4 separate regions of the Mus musculus genome follow, and regions 1, 3 and 4 are each linked to region 2. The links are chromatin contacts, called in public ChIA-PET and HiChIP or PLAC-seq maps. All regions are on one chromosome and are shown on one strand. The core of a region is the stretch at or near the end of the contact, and the rest is flanking DNA. Distances in the headings are between cores, read along the strand shown.

What was found. ChIA-PET counts read pairs in DNA pulled down with a chosen protein or histone mark. HiChIP or PLAC-seq counts read pairs in DNA pulled down with a chosen protein or histone mark.
Region 1: a BATF HiChIP or PLAC-seq map of CD8 T cells shows a contact between it and region 2, with 5 read pairs. The contact joins two enhancer-like sites. A contact is called at or near these places in 2 of 484 Hi-C or Micro-C datasets (the Ba/F3 cell line and embryonic stem cells) and 1 of 115 datasets of contacts at active chromatin or transcription factors (CD8 T cells).
Region 3: an RNA polymerase II ChIA-PET map of memory CD8 T cells shows a contact between it and region 2, with 6 read pairs. The contact joins two enhancer-like sites. A contact is called at or near these places in 2 of 484 Hi-C or Micro-C datasets (nephron progenitors and pancreatic cancer cells) and 1 of 115 datasets of contacts at active chromatin or transcription factors (memory CD8 T cells).
Region 4: an RNA polymerase II ChIA-PET map of memory CD8 T cells shows a contact between it and region 2, with 5 read pairs. The contact joins two enhancer-like sites. A contact is called at or near these places in 1 of 484 Hi-C or Micro-C datasets (nephron progenitors) and 3 of 115 datasets of contacts at active chromatin or transcription factors (embryonic stem cells and memory CD8 T cells).

The regions. Positions count from the first base shown.
Region 1 is chr17:80,173,606-80,176,592 of GRCm38.p6, forward strand. The region is part of intron 4 of Galm (galactose mutarotase); the gene reads left to right. Among named protein-coding and RNA genes, the nearest start is that of Gm51284, 20 kb to the right of the region's middle. Within about 2 kb of position 1,311, at least 84 of the 459 cell types and tissues checked have an H3K27ac peak or open chromatin away from gene starts, as enhancers often do. A contact at or near this core is called in CD8 T cells, where this site is marked.
Region 2 is chr17:80,322,539-80,325,349 of GRCm38.p6, forward strand. The region is part of intron 1 of Arhgef33 (Rho guanine nucleotide exchange factor (GEF) 33); the gene reads left to right. Among named protein-coding and RNA genes, the nearest start is that of Arhgef33, 17 kb to the left of the region's middle. Within about 2 kb of position 1,278, at least 39 of the 459 cell types and tissues checked have an H3K27ac peak or open chromatin away from gene starts, as enhancers often do. A contact at or near this core is called in CD8 T cells and memory CD8 T cells, where this site is marked.
Region 3 is chr17:80,520,664-80,523,736 of GRCm38.p6, forward strand. Cdkl4 (cyclin-dependent kinase-like 4) reads right to left here. Exons shown (of 10, transcript NM_001360143.1): 10 at 2,887-3,073. Among named protein-coding and RNA genes, the nearest start is that of Sos1, 42 kb to the left of the region's middle. Within about 2 kb of position 1,623, at least 29 of the 459 cell types and tissues checked have an H3K27ac peak or open chromatin away from gene starts, as enhancers often do. A contact at or near this core is called in memory CD8 T cells, where this site is marked.
Region 4 is chr17:80,500,142-80,503,084 of GRCm38.p6, forward strand. No RefSeq gene overlaps it. Among named protein-coding and RNA genes, the nearest start is that of Sos1, 21 kb to the left of the region's middle. Within about 2 kb of position 1,455, at least 60 of the 459 cell types and tissues checked have an H3K27ac peak or open chromatin away from gene starts, as enhancers often do. A contact at or near this core is called in memory CD8 T cells, where this site is marked.

The DNA.
Region 1 (2,987 bases), core at 61-2,560, 150 kb before region 2:
GACGACTCTGAGACTAATTATTTATTATTTAATGGCTAGGCCATAAGCTTTGGCTCATTCTCTGACTAGCTCATAACTTACTTAACCCATTCAAATTTTCCTGTGTACCACATGGTTAGTTACCTCTCTTCAGTCCTGGCCTCCTCCTCTCTCTCAGCATCTCCCTGAGTTCATTTACCTTCTGGTTTATGTCCATCTCTTCAGTCCCTCTCTCTTCTTTCTGCATCTCCTTTTATTTTCTCTCTCCTCCTGCCAGGGTCCCACCTCCTATTTCCTGCCTCAGCTCATTGGCCATCAGCTTTTTTATTGGCAGGCAATGCTTATAAGACATTTTCTTTACAGACAAGTCATTCTCTTGGGCCTCCAGCAAAGATCAGGACTGGCACATAAACATCTAAAGATGTTTCTTCAGTGTTTGGCTGTTGGTGTCGGTTTTTGGTTGGGAGCTCAGTTGAGGCTGTCACCGTAACTGCACACCACACACACACACACACACACACACACACACACACACACACACAGCCTTGTGACTTGATCTTCCTAATTGTATGGTGGCTGGGCTTCAAGAGCTCATGTCTTGAGAGCAGCCTAGGCTGAAGCCATTTTATATCTCATACCGGTGTCTCAGGAGTCACACCCCAGCAGCTCTATTGAGGTGGTTATCAAGGTGCATGTAAGCTCAAAGAGGAAGAGATGCCAGCTGTCAGTGAGGGGGTGTCAGTGTCATGTCAGCAAGGGCACACAAGGGACGGGAGTAGACCAGGGTTCAGTCTGCCACAGACATGAAGAAAGGCCACATCCCTTATCATAAGACCTGAGTGTGAAACCCTCAAGGAGATGAGAGAAGACAAAGGCTGGTGGGTTGCAGAAGAGCTCTGAGCTTTCTCTTTACTTTCAGAGAGTGAATAATTATCAGTCTGTCAACGATTACAAAGAGGGAGGCTGACTCTGGTGATGGGTTCTGTCTTCAGTGATCAGATCCTCTTCTTGCAAATCCCGAGGAGTAGGGTTCAGCTGCTGCAGCTAGAGTGGCGTGCTCGTGAGCATTCTGTTGACCCCTGTCCACATGCCCTTTCTCCTGTCCTGCCCTCACGTCTGGATGGCAATCACTCCAACACCATTCCCGTCACCATCCATCGCGGTTCACTGGCGGTATCCTGCCCCACCCCCGTCTTGTCCTCTCACCTGCTCACTGTGATTGTCTTGGGTCTGACTGGTTTCCTCCCAAGGCAGCCCTCTGACCACTCTTCAGGATGTCTGTCTCTGAGAGCCCACCACTCTTCAGCACCACAAGAACCCGTGGCCCTTTGATCCTTCCACCCTTTAGTTCCGTTCGCTGTCACCCACCCACTCATGACCTCGCTTCCTCCCCTACCCTTCCTCAGCGTAGGTCAGGAGTTCATCACTGAAAAGCGTCCCTTCGCACATGTTCTCAACTTTCTTGTCTTTCTCTCTCCTCTTTAGTTTGCCAGCAAGTCCTAAGCTGTTCAAACCAGTCTATACTCACCACAGCTGCTACCCTGTAGCCACAAGAACAGCACATGAGGGATCCTTACTGCTGTGTGTCCTCAGGCTTTGCTGGAATGAGGAAGCCGGATCAGTCAAATCACTCCTGTGCCCTTGAGCTGAGCCGCCACGTCTTTGGGTCAGAGGTCACCAGCTGCCAGGCTTTAGGTTTTAACACACACCCAGCCATATCGGGAGGATATAGAGCCTCTTCAGAAAGCACACAAGATAGAATGGACAGACTGATGGACGGACGGATGGACAGATGGGACGGATGGGTCTGGTGGCTTTCATATTAGAACCATGATGTAGCATCCTGTCTGTGGACACAATTTCCATTTCATTTTCATTTTCTGTGCATTCAGCTTTGCTCAAAGCATGATTGACATTTCCTTTCTATTCTTAGCCCAAAGCAGAAACTCACATATGCAGATTAACCAAAGGTAAAAGAACTCGTTCATTTTCCAGAGTCTTAGAAAAACCAAGAGGACTTGGGGGGTGAGGGTGGAAGGTGCTGTCCCCACGGCAGACAGACAGATCATAGTGCGCCAGAAAGGGCCGTCTTTGACTTTGGAAGGCTTTGAGATCTGGAGATATTATCACTTCAGGCAAGTTCCTTTTGCACCTGGGCCAGTGTCTCTGTGAAGCGAGGGGTCTGCTTCAGACCACTCGCGTAAGCCATCTGGACTTTTCTTTCTTTCTTTTTTTTTTTTTGGTTTTTCGAGACAGGATTTCTCTGTGTAGCCCTGGCTGTCCTGGAACTCACTTTTAGACCAGGCTGGCCTCGAACTCAGAAATCCGCCTGCCTCTGCCTCCTGAGTGCTGGGATTAAAGGCGTGTGCCACCACGCCCTGCTCCATCTGGACTTTTCGTTCTTTGTCACAGACCACTGCCACCTTCATAGTGGCTCCCGTTTTCCAGCCTTGGTTTCAAGCAGATCAGCTTTTCCACCAAGCAAAGGTTCTAGCTCAGGTCAGGGACTATGGAGGACAGGAAACTGCTCCTGCCCTTTTGGAACGCACCTTTGGCAGAGGTGGAAAGCTTGCTATAGTCTGGTAGTTAGACCACAGGATAGTAAATGTTTGAGCAAGTCTGTTCCATGTCTGATGATAACAAAAAGGAAGAGAGGATCAGTCTGCCCTTGGTTTTGCTACTGTTATGATTGTGATGTAAATATCTAATAGGTGACACCTGTGACACCTGTGAGAGGAAGTACTCTGACTTCTACTGTTGTTTTGGGTTTTGTAGATGTAGATATCTGAGTCAGGCTCTCTCTAGTGTGTACCTCTGGCTGTTCCGGAACTCAGTACATAGACCAGCAGAGCAGGCTGGCCTCGAACTCACAGAGATCCACTATGCCCAACTTTGTGTTTTTAAACTATGTCATCCAGGCTAATCTCAAACTGGAGATATTTCTGCCCAGTCCCTAGTGGCTGCTATTACAAGCATGTACCATCATATTATAGATGACTCCTTTTTTT
Region 2 (2,811 bases), core at 28-2,527:
ACCCCGGCACTGCATAAAAAGAAAGGTGGAGGTGTACTCCTATAATCCCAGCACTTAGGAAGCAGAGGCAGGGGGATCACCGGTTCAGCCCAGTGCCATCCTCCACCGCACAGAAAGCTTGGGCTACTAGAGATCCGGCTTCACAAAACAAACAAAAATCTGCACCATCCACTTCCTGGAGGCCATGGGGGATAGCTGCCCTTTGGGGGTGAGCAGGACTTGAGTTGCCTGAGGCTGGGGGTTCAGGCAGGGACCTGTAAGGACTGAGGTCTTTAGGTGAGCTGCACATGACTTGTAGATGAGGACTCTGAGGGATGAGGTAACAGTATTAGTGGCCACAGGGTATCACTGGCCCTCAGGGTACACTGACTATGACCCATGTGTTTCTGAAGTTAGAGATTTTCCAAACTTTGTCTCTGATTCCCAGCTTCTGGAGTCTGCTCACTTGGGCAATGGTGGGAAGGTACAATCACTCTGAAGACTGCATTTTACTGTTTTCCTAGCAGCCCCCAAAGTGCCAAAGGCAGATCCAAATTGGATGCCGTTTTATCGGAATGATGAAAAACCTTCTCCCAGGAGAGGCAGCAATAACCTGCTTTCCCCTCTCACCTAGAATAGGCCCTGGTGGCTGATGAGCTATTTTACAAAGTGCATGGACTCAGCCACCTCATTTGGGACTTGCGAGACCTGAAATTTCTCTGCTTCAGCAGATGGGGTAATTCCCCAGGACGACTGACTGACTACTTAGTTTCCCCCAATTGATCTCCACCCCTGTCTCTGCAAACAGGCTTTTCCTGGCTGGAGGAAACTTTCTCTGGAGGCCAGGACTGTCCCTCTGAATATCTCTAAGGGTCTTTAGTTGTTCTTCTTCACTTGCAGGTGGCCTTACCAGGTGCGATGTCACTTTGTTTTTTATTTAAATTGATGGTTTGTTTGTTTGTAACAGAGTCCCACTATGTAGCCCTGGCTGGTCTGGAACGTACTATATAGATCAGGTTGGCCTTGAACTCACAGAGATCTCCCATGGGCTGGAAGGAAAGGCATGAGCTTTCCCTCTCACTGAGAGCCCCTGAGAGGCTTCTCCTTAGCTGAGTCCAGCTGGGCAACATGTTTGAGAGACAGAGACAGAAAAAAATCTAGTCAGGGTAGAAAGAGCCACAGAACCTTCCTGCCAGAACCACAGCTCAGGAAATACCCAGGCTATCAAAAGCCACTCTGACACACTCAGGTATACCAAGCAACAACAAGAGACAGAGGGGCCCCCGGAAGAAGGGCCTGAGTTTTGATGAGTTGTGTTATCTCACACGAGGCTTAAACATGTACTCATTCACCTCAGAGCAGGCACTGGCCGTGAGAGAGCAGGCCGTCACGCTTCTCTTCCTGCCAGGTCTTGACACATCAACTCAGCCAAATTACCCAATCCCAAGTAAGCAAGATAATAACGTGGCAATGGAGTAGCTCGGAGGACCAATGGCCGTTCACATTCTGATATAAGGAAGATCTGTGCTCCTGAGCTAAGGAATGGTCCGCTCTGAGTGCTTTCTCTAGATTCCCGCTGGCTCTGGACACACCAGGGCTGTGGTGGGGAACCAGAGTTGGTTTGGAAAGTGAGAGTTGTCTAGGAGTCCTGCTGACTCTTGGTTCTTCAAGCCCGTTGCTGGGTGCAGGCTTTCTCTTAGGGGAACTTTGCGCTGCTGATAGAATAAAATAGTTTTGTTTTCCTCGCCAGTCTATCCACTAAGTTTTGGTATTGGGAAACAAACCCAGGACCCGCACTTGACCCCTGAATGACTCTTCTAATCATTATTTTGAATGGCATCTGTAGTAAATACCATGTTTCTCATAGTCTGCTGGGTGAAAATTCACATTGCTTTCTCAGATTTTTTTTTTTTTGAGAGCACCTGAGGCCCTTTGGGGAGTGTGGTTGGAGCGGGGAGGAGGTTGAGTGCTCTCACCTGAGGAGCCCGATGTGTAGTCAAAGCTAGCTATATATTTGGTGATTCAGTTTTGACATAGGCGTAAAAAACACATTATCTTTGAGATGCCTTCATTTATGCATTTAGAAAATTCCCATGTATGAGTGCTTTGCCTGCATGCATGTCTATGTAACTCACTCTGCGCCTGACGCCCACAGAAGCCAGGAAAGGAGTCAGATTACCTGGGCCTCGAGTTACATGTGACTTGAGCTACCACGTGGGTGCTGGGAATTGAACCTGGGTCCTCTGAAAGCAGCCAGCCAGTGCTAACCCATCTCTTCAGCCCTCATGACAGCGTTGTTTAAACCCCGTGTACTTACACACTGTGAGATTTGTTTTCTCTCATTAGGTGACTTCCAGGGGTCACATTATACTTCTTGCTTCCTTTTATTATGTTGATTACAGAGTTATATGAACAGACTTATAAAGATATTCTAGAGCAAATTATATTTGTCACAGTACTATCCGTTGTTTATGGTATTTTATTTAAGATACGTGAGAATTCATCATCTTAGAGTAGATTTAATATCAGAATCCTAAAACGACCTCAGTGGTTTACATATTACATCTTACTTGCAGGAGATTATATACAAGTCATTGCTATCTCTAAGACTTTCCTAGGATATTATTTGGACTTTATTTGAAAGGATCGATAACGGACCGTCCTTTTCTCCCCCCCCCCATACTCCCCTCCTTTCCTCTCACTTCCCTTCCCCTCCCCTCCTCTTCTCAGAGTGTTGTGATGTTGCCTGAGCTGACCTTGAACTCAAAAAGCCTTCTGCTTCAGCCTCCAGAGGGTTGAGATTGCAGGCGTGTGACCCCGAACCTGGCTTAC
Region 3 (3,073 bases), core at 373-2,872, 200 kb after region 2:
CCAGTGCTGGGAAGAGACGTTGCCTTCCTGAGCAGTGTCTTGGCAATGTGCGCGGTGAGCAGTAACACTCTGTAGACTTGCTGACCCAGCAGTTCCATTCGGAGCTGTTTATCTAGATGAATAATCTTGTCCAGTAGATGTGTGCAAAGATTTCGCCATACTAACACTCAAGGCATCGATTTAAAAAGCAAAAACCGGTAATAACTGAATGCCTATAAAATTATGAATACTTATTTTAAAATTAAATGTACTTATTTTACCTTATGTATATGGATGTTTGGCCTACCTGAATGTATGTGTACCACGTGTAAGCCTATTGGAGCCCCTGGAACTGGGGTTATAGATGGCTGTGAGACAATATGTGGGTGGTAGGGAAACGAATACAAGCCCTCTGCAAGAGCAACAAATACTCTTACCCACTAAGCAGTCTCTCTAGCTGCCATTATGTAATAGATTTAAATATTCACAGTATTACAAAGTGACAAGAGGTATAGCTAAGGTGCTATGGCCAGTGTAATTTTATTTCTGTGAAACACAGGTGTCTGTACAAACAGATTAAAATGTTCATGTGTAGAATATAAACAGCCATTATTCTCTCTAGTTCTGGAAGTCATGAGTGAGACTTTCTTCTTTGTTACATTGGTTTTCTTTGGTCCTTCCTTTTCTTTTCTTTCTTTCTTTTTTTTTTTTTTTTAATTTGGGTTTATCTATACTTTTCAGATTGCCCACGAATAATATTATTTATGGAAGAAGAAAAGCCAGTGCTATTTTTAACACTCATCATAGAAAATTTGTAAAATACTCAATCCAGCTGCAAAACACTATTAAAGGATGATTAGACAAAACACTCATTAAACATTTAATTTGATAATTTCTTGAGAGAGATTGTGAGAAAATATTTGGAAAAAATATATACAGAGTAGTTAGTTGTCACCCCTGTGAATCCAGGGGTTTCCTGTTCTTCAAATGGTTGCTTTTACAAAAGAAAAAAAAAAACTTTAACTTTCATTTTTGAGAAAACAAAAGCTATCTAGGAGCTGCGCGGTGGTTTTGCAGTTAGCTCTGGCTGGGTGGTTTGCTTTGTTGTTTTCTACACATTTTTAAACCTTTCCTTTCATCTTTCTCCTTCTTCCTTCCTTCTTCTTTTTTTTTTCTCTTCTCTTCTTTCCTTTCTTCTTTTCTCCCCAACCCCCACTTTTTTTCTTTCTTGAGATAGACTTTCATGTAGCATATTTAAAGCAGAATGCTGGGACAATTTTTTTAAAAAATTCTTTTAGGCTAGCCATTTAGTAGGTCATAATTAGTTTTGGGTTTGCTCAACTTCAAGCCACAAAGAGTTCAAAAGAGCTGGTGGGGTGATGAATACCTTCAATCCCAGCACTGGAGGATTAGGGGTGGAGGCCAGAGGATTAGGAGTTTAGGCCAGCCTTGTCTACAGAGCAAACTCAAGACTGGGCAACCAGAGAGCCCGTCTCAAAACAAAGCAGCAGCAGCAGCAGCAGCAGCAAAGGACAGACAACAAAAATCAAAACACAATCCGCTGAATTGCAGTGGAGAGACCTGAGACTCTATGGTGCCCGGATGTGTGCCTGAGCTGCCCCGCAAACTATGTAGAAGTGGGAAAGCGGCTTCTACTCTGAAGTGGAGGGAGGATGGTAGCGATCCCAGACAGTGACTTCAACGCAGGTAACCAGCACGGACTTGTTTCTAGTGGTAAGCTAGCTGTTGCTGCTTCTCTCCCCTTCCCCCCAAATCTTCCTTCACACCCTTCCACCTTTGTGCTAAGGTTCTAAGTTAACCTTTGACCTCCGCATACACACCTGAGCATGCATGCCTCTCCCCATATATTAAAGAAACAAGTGTAGTTAAAGAAAATTTTAAGTCTTAGAGGGTGCTGAGAATAATTAATACTTATATAGCTTCTTAGATTACAAAGCATATTAACACAATTGTCTTTTTGTTTCATATAATACTCTTCTTTTTTTTCCAGTACTGGGGTTTGAAGTCAGGGCTTCATCCTGGTTGGATGTGAGATGGGATAAAGGGGCCACCACTTCTTGATGGCAAAGAATAGATAGATAGATGGATGGATGGATGTACAGATGAATAGATAAATGTTTAAGAATAATGTAGAGAAAGGATTGAGAAATATCTCTCATCTCTAACTTCCACATGCCCCCACTGGGTGAATATCACACAAACAGGTATGTGCATGTATACACTACACACAAATATGTGTGCACACACACACATGCACAAATACACACACACAAACACACATGCACACACATTCACATGCACACATACTTATATGCACACACATATGTACACACATGCATATATATGCACACACTCACATGAACACACATACACACACAGTCATTCATACACAGAAAGCAGAGAGATTAATTTGAGAGAAAAGAAATGAGGCAGCTTTGACACTACCTCACTCACCACAAATGCTTCTCTCTTTGATAGCTGCTCTGTATTTGGTCTTGAGTTTGTTTCTTCTTTGTAAGCCCACACAAAGCACTCTGCAAGCTGAAACTAAAGATGCACAACCATGCTACATTCTGTAGGACTATACCGGGGCAGAGAAATATGCTGTTAAATAAAATAGAAAGACTCTTGCAGCCAAAGTTGCGAAGCTACTAAAGCTAAAGTTGTCAAGATGTTCTCAGAACTAAGTGTCTGGCTGGTCAGCCTGGGAGAGCTTTTGCTAGTTTCCCATTTGTAAAAATCCCCTCGAGAGCAGTTTGCTGAGTCAGCTGTTCAGATATTGCAACCTGTTGGAAACACAAGGTGGAAATCACAAAGAGAGGGGACAGTTTTCTCAGTTAAGTATGAAGCATTAGGTAATAGACTAATCATTGATTTGAATAAAAGTTAGGAGACAGAAATGTTTCTGGCTTTTATTAAAATAATTTAAAGAACAACCAAGGTATATACACAAATATACAGCCACAAAAATGTTTAATCTTTATATAGCTTTCTTAAACATCTTAAATTTTTAAAATCCATATTATATGTTTAATATAATTCAATCAAAACCTCTTTGTAGTAAACTCTAATA
Region 4 (2,943 bases), core at 205-2,704, 180 kb after region 2:
TGAGACAGGGTCTCACACAGTAGCCCAGGCTGGCCTTGAGTTCATGAAGAGAGGCCTGCCTCGGCCCTCAAACTTGCTGAGTGCTGCGGGTGGGAGCCACACCCTGCCGTTCTGGTATGAGTTTCTTTTGTCTCACATCTTTGTTTTAAAAGTGCACTGTTATCTTAGCATTTCTGAGACCGGGATCTGGCACACTCTATGTGCCAGGACATGTGCTGTAAACCAGGAAAATCCTCCTGCCTCAGCCTCCATTACAGATATAGGCCACCACCATACTTGGCCAATTTTTCTTAATAGGATTGTTCAAACATGTTTCTGAAGGAAAAAAAAATCTTTAAAAATTACTTACCCCCCCTCCCCCCACTCACGCACACACAGTAAACCTCCCATGTGGAACTGTAAAAACACATTACTTATTTATCTTATTTTATGCACATTGATGTTTTGCCTCCATCTGACTGAGGGTCTGTAACTAGAGTCGCAGGCAGTTGTGGGTGCTGGGGATGAAACCTTGGTCCTTCTAGAAGAGTGGTCAGTGCTCCCAGCTGTTGAGCCATCTCTCCAGGCCCAGCCAAATTTTTATTTAACTTCAACTTCAATAACACATTTAAAAAACTGGATGGCGAAAGCTTGGTGCTCTCTATGAAACCATGAGAACCTGAGTTATATGGACCCAGCATCCATGTGACAAGTCAGACCTGGTCAGACCTGGTCTCACATTTATGGCCTCAGTGCTGGCAGGGGAGGGGGCAGAAGAAAATGATGGGGGAGGGGGAGGTAACCAGCCTCCCTGTGGGCACACACTTTCGTGTACACAGACAGATACTGACATCTTCACGTTTACCACACATGCTTACAACACTCAGACACTCAATTTTAAATTATCTCATTTTCTTTAGATTGTCATGACTTTCAGTTGACACCTTAAAATAAGGCTTAGATACTTACTGTCTAATCCTAGGGCCTTTGACAGTGTATATAACACTGTGTATAGTCACCTCTCCAAGCAAGATAGAAAGTATTTTTTCTCACTTAGCGTGTTCCTTTGTACTCATTTCCAATTAATCTTACTCACCCCAGCACAGCTCCCAGAAACCACCACTCTGATTTCTATCAGTGTAAGGTTGAGAGTGTCAAAGTGACAGGCCGAGGAGGTGGTTTCGTTAGTAGTCCCTGACCCAGCAGACAGAAATCCCTTGGGTTTGATCTCTAGCACCAAATGAACTGAATGTGGTGTGGCCTGACTTTAATCCAAGGACTAGAGAGGTGGAGGGAGGAAGACCAGAAGTTCAAGGTCGCCCCACAGCTACTCAAAGAGTTCCAAGCCAGAGGAGGTTACATTAGCCTCTGTCTCAAGACTAAGAAAAGAAACCTAAAACATTAGGTTTCCTAGTAGCTGTCTTTCTCTTCTCACTAGCCCATTGGAAAAAGGAAACAAAGTTGCAAAAGATGTTCCAAGCCAGCTGTGCTAGTGCAAACCTCTTATCTAAGCCCTGGGGAGCAAGTGGGGAGGGTTAGGAGTTTGAAAGGAGAGAGGGGGAGGGGAGGGGGAGGGAGCGAGGGAGAGGGAGAGAGAGGAGAACATGAACAGACAGACAGACAGTCTTTCTAAGGGGGGATGGAGAGATAGCTCAACAATCCAGAGGCCTTACTGTTCTTGCAGAGGAGCCAGGATGAGTTCCCAAGACCCACATCAAACAGCTCACAACCTCAAATTCAGTGGCACGTATTCAGTGCACACCAGTTCCTGTATGTGTATGTGCACACACACATACACATAATAAATGAATAAACAAACTAAAGTATCTTGCAATGTGCTGAGCAGAGGAAGTGGTTTCTCTATAGGCAGAAAAGGGGCTGAAGAAAGTAGAAATAGAAACAGAGGGACTGGGCATTGAGAAGTTACCTTCCTCATAGGGTTAGCTCAGAGGACACTTCCTTACGGTGCTGAAACTGGCCTGCTTGGGGGGATTTGAATATTATTTCTTCCTTCTGATTTCTGGGAAAGTCTAGCAAATTAATTTGGGTTTGGTGAGTGGAACTTCAGCTCCAATTCCACATTAGTGGGGTCTGGGACAGGCAGTCTAAACCAACAGCTGCCTATAATTATATTTAACTATAGTTTACATATTTACATTTACATTAAGTGAACTTACACAGACCTTTGTGTTTGGAACTTTCATTCAACCTGATTTCTACAACACTTCAAATTCACCTATGTGGCTGTATGCACCAACAGCTCCTCTTTTTCTTGCCTTTAAATTTTTATTGTTAAAATTTTGGTTTGTTCTGTGGGGCTTTTTGTTTGGTGTGTGTGTGTGTGTGTGTGTGTGTGTGTGTGTGTGTGTGTTGAGACAAGGTGTCACTCTGAAATCCATGACAACTTTGAACTTGCTTTAATTCCCCAAGTGAATGCTGGGATTACAAAATCATCAAAATACCTTTTTTTCCCCCTTTTAAAATTGTGGTAAAAGACAAACAAACCAAACCAAACCAAATGCCCATCGAGCAATTTTATTGGGTATGGATCTCACACTATATAGCACAGACTCAACTCCAAACTCAGTCTTCCTGCCTTGGCCCTCTGCATGCATGCTGTGTAATTCTACCCATGCACACCGTGCTGACTTCCATTTAAGCAGCTTTTAGCTGTTTTTGTCTTGGGGTTTTGTTTTATTTTGTCTTGTTTGAGATGGGAGCTCATCATATAGCCCAGGATAGCCTTGATGTCACTGGGTAGCTCACAGTGGCTCCTGCCTCAGTCTCCCAAATGCTTGGTTTGCAGGTACGCACCGCCCAAATGGAATCGAACAGAGTTAGGTATTCACGGTTTTGTGTGGCTATCACCATTGTCCAGTCCCAGAGTGTTCTTGTTGGCCTGAATGTGAACTGTCCTTATCAAACGATAACTTCCCTCCCTCCACAGGCCTCCCAGTCTCTGAA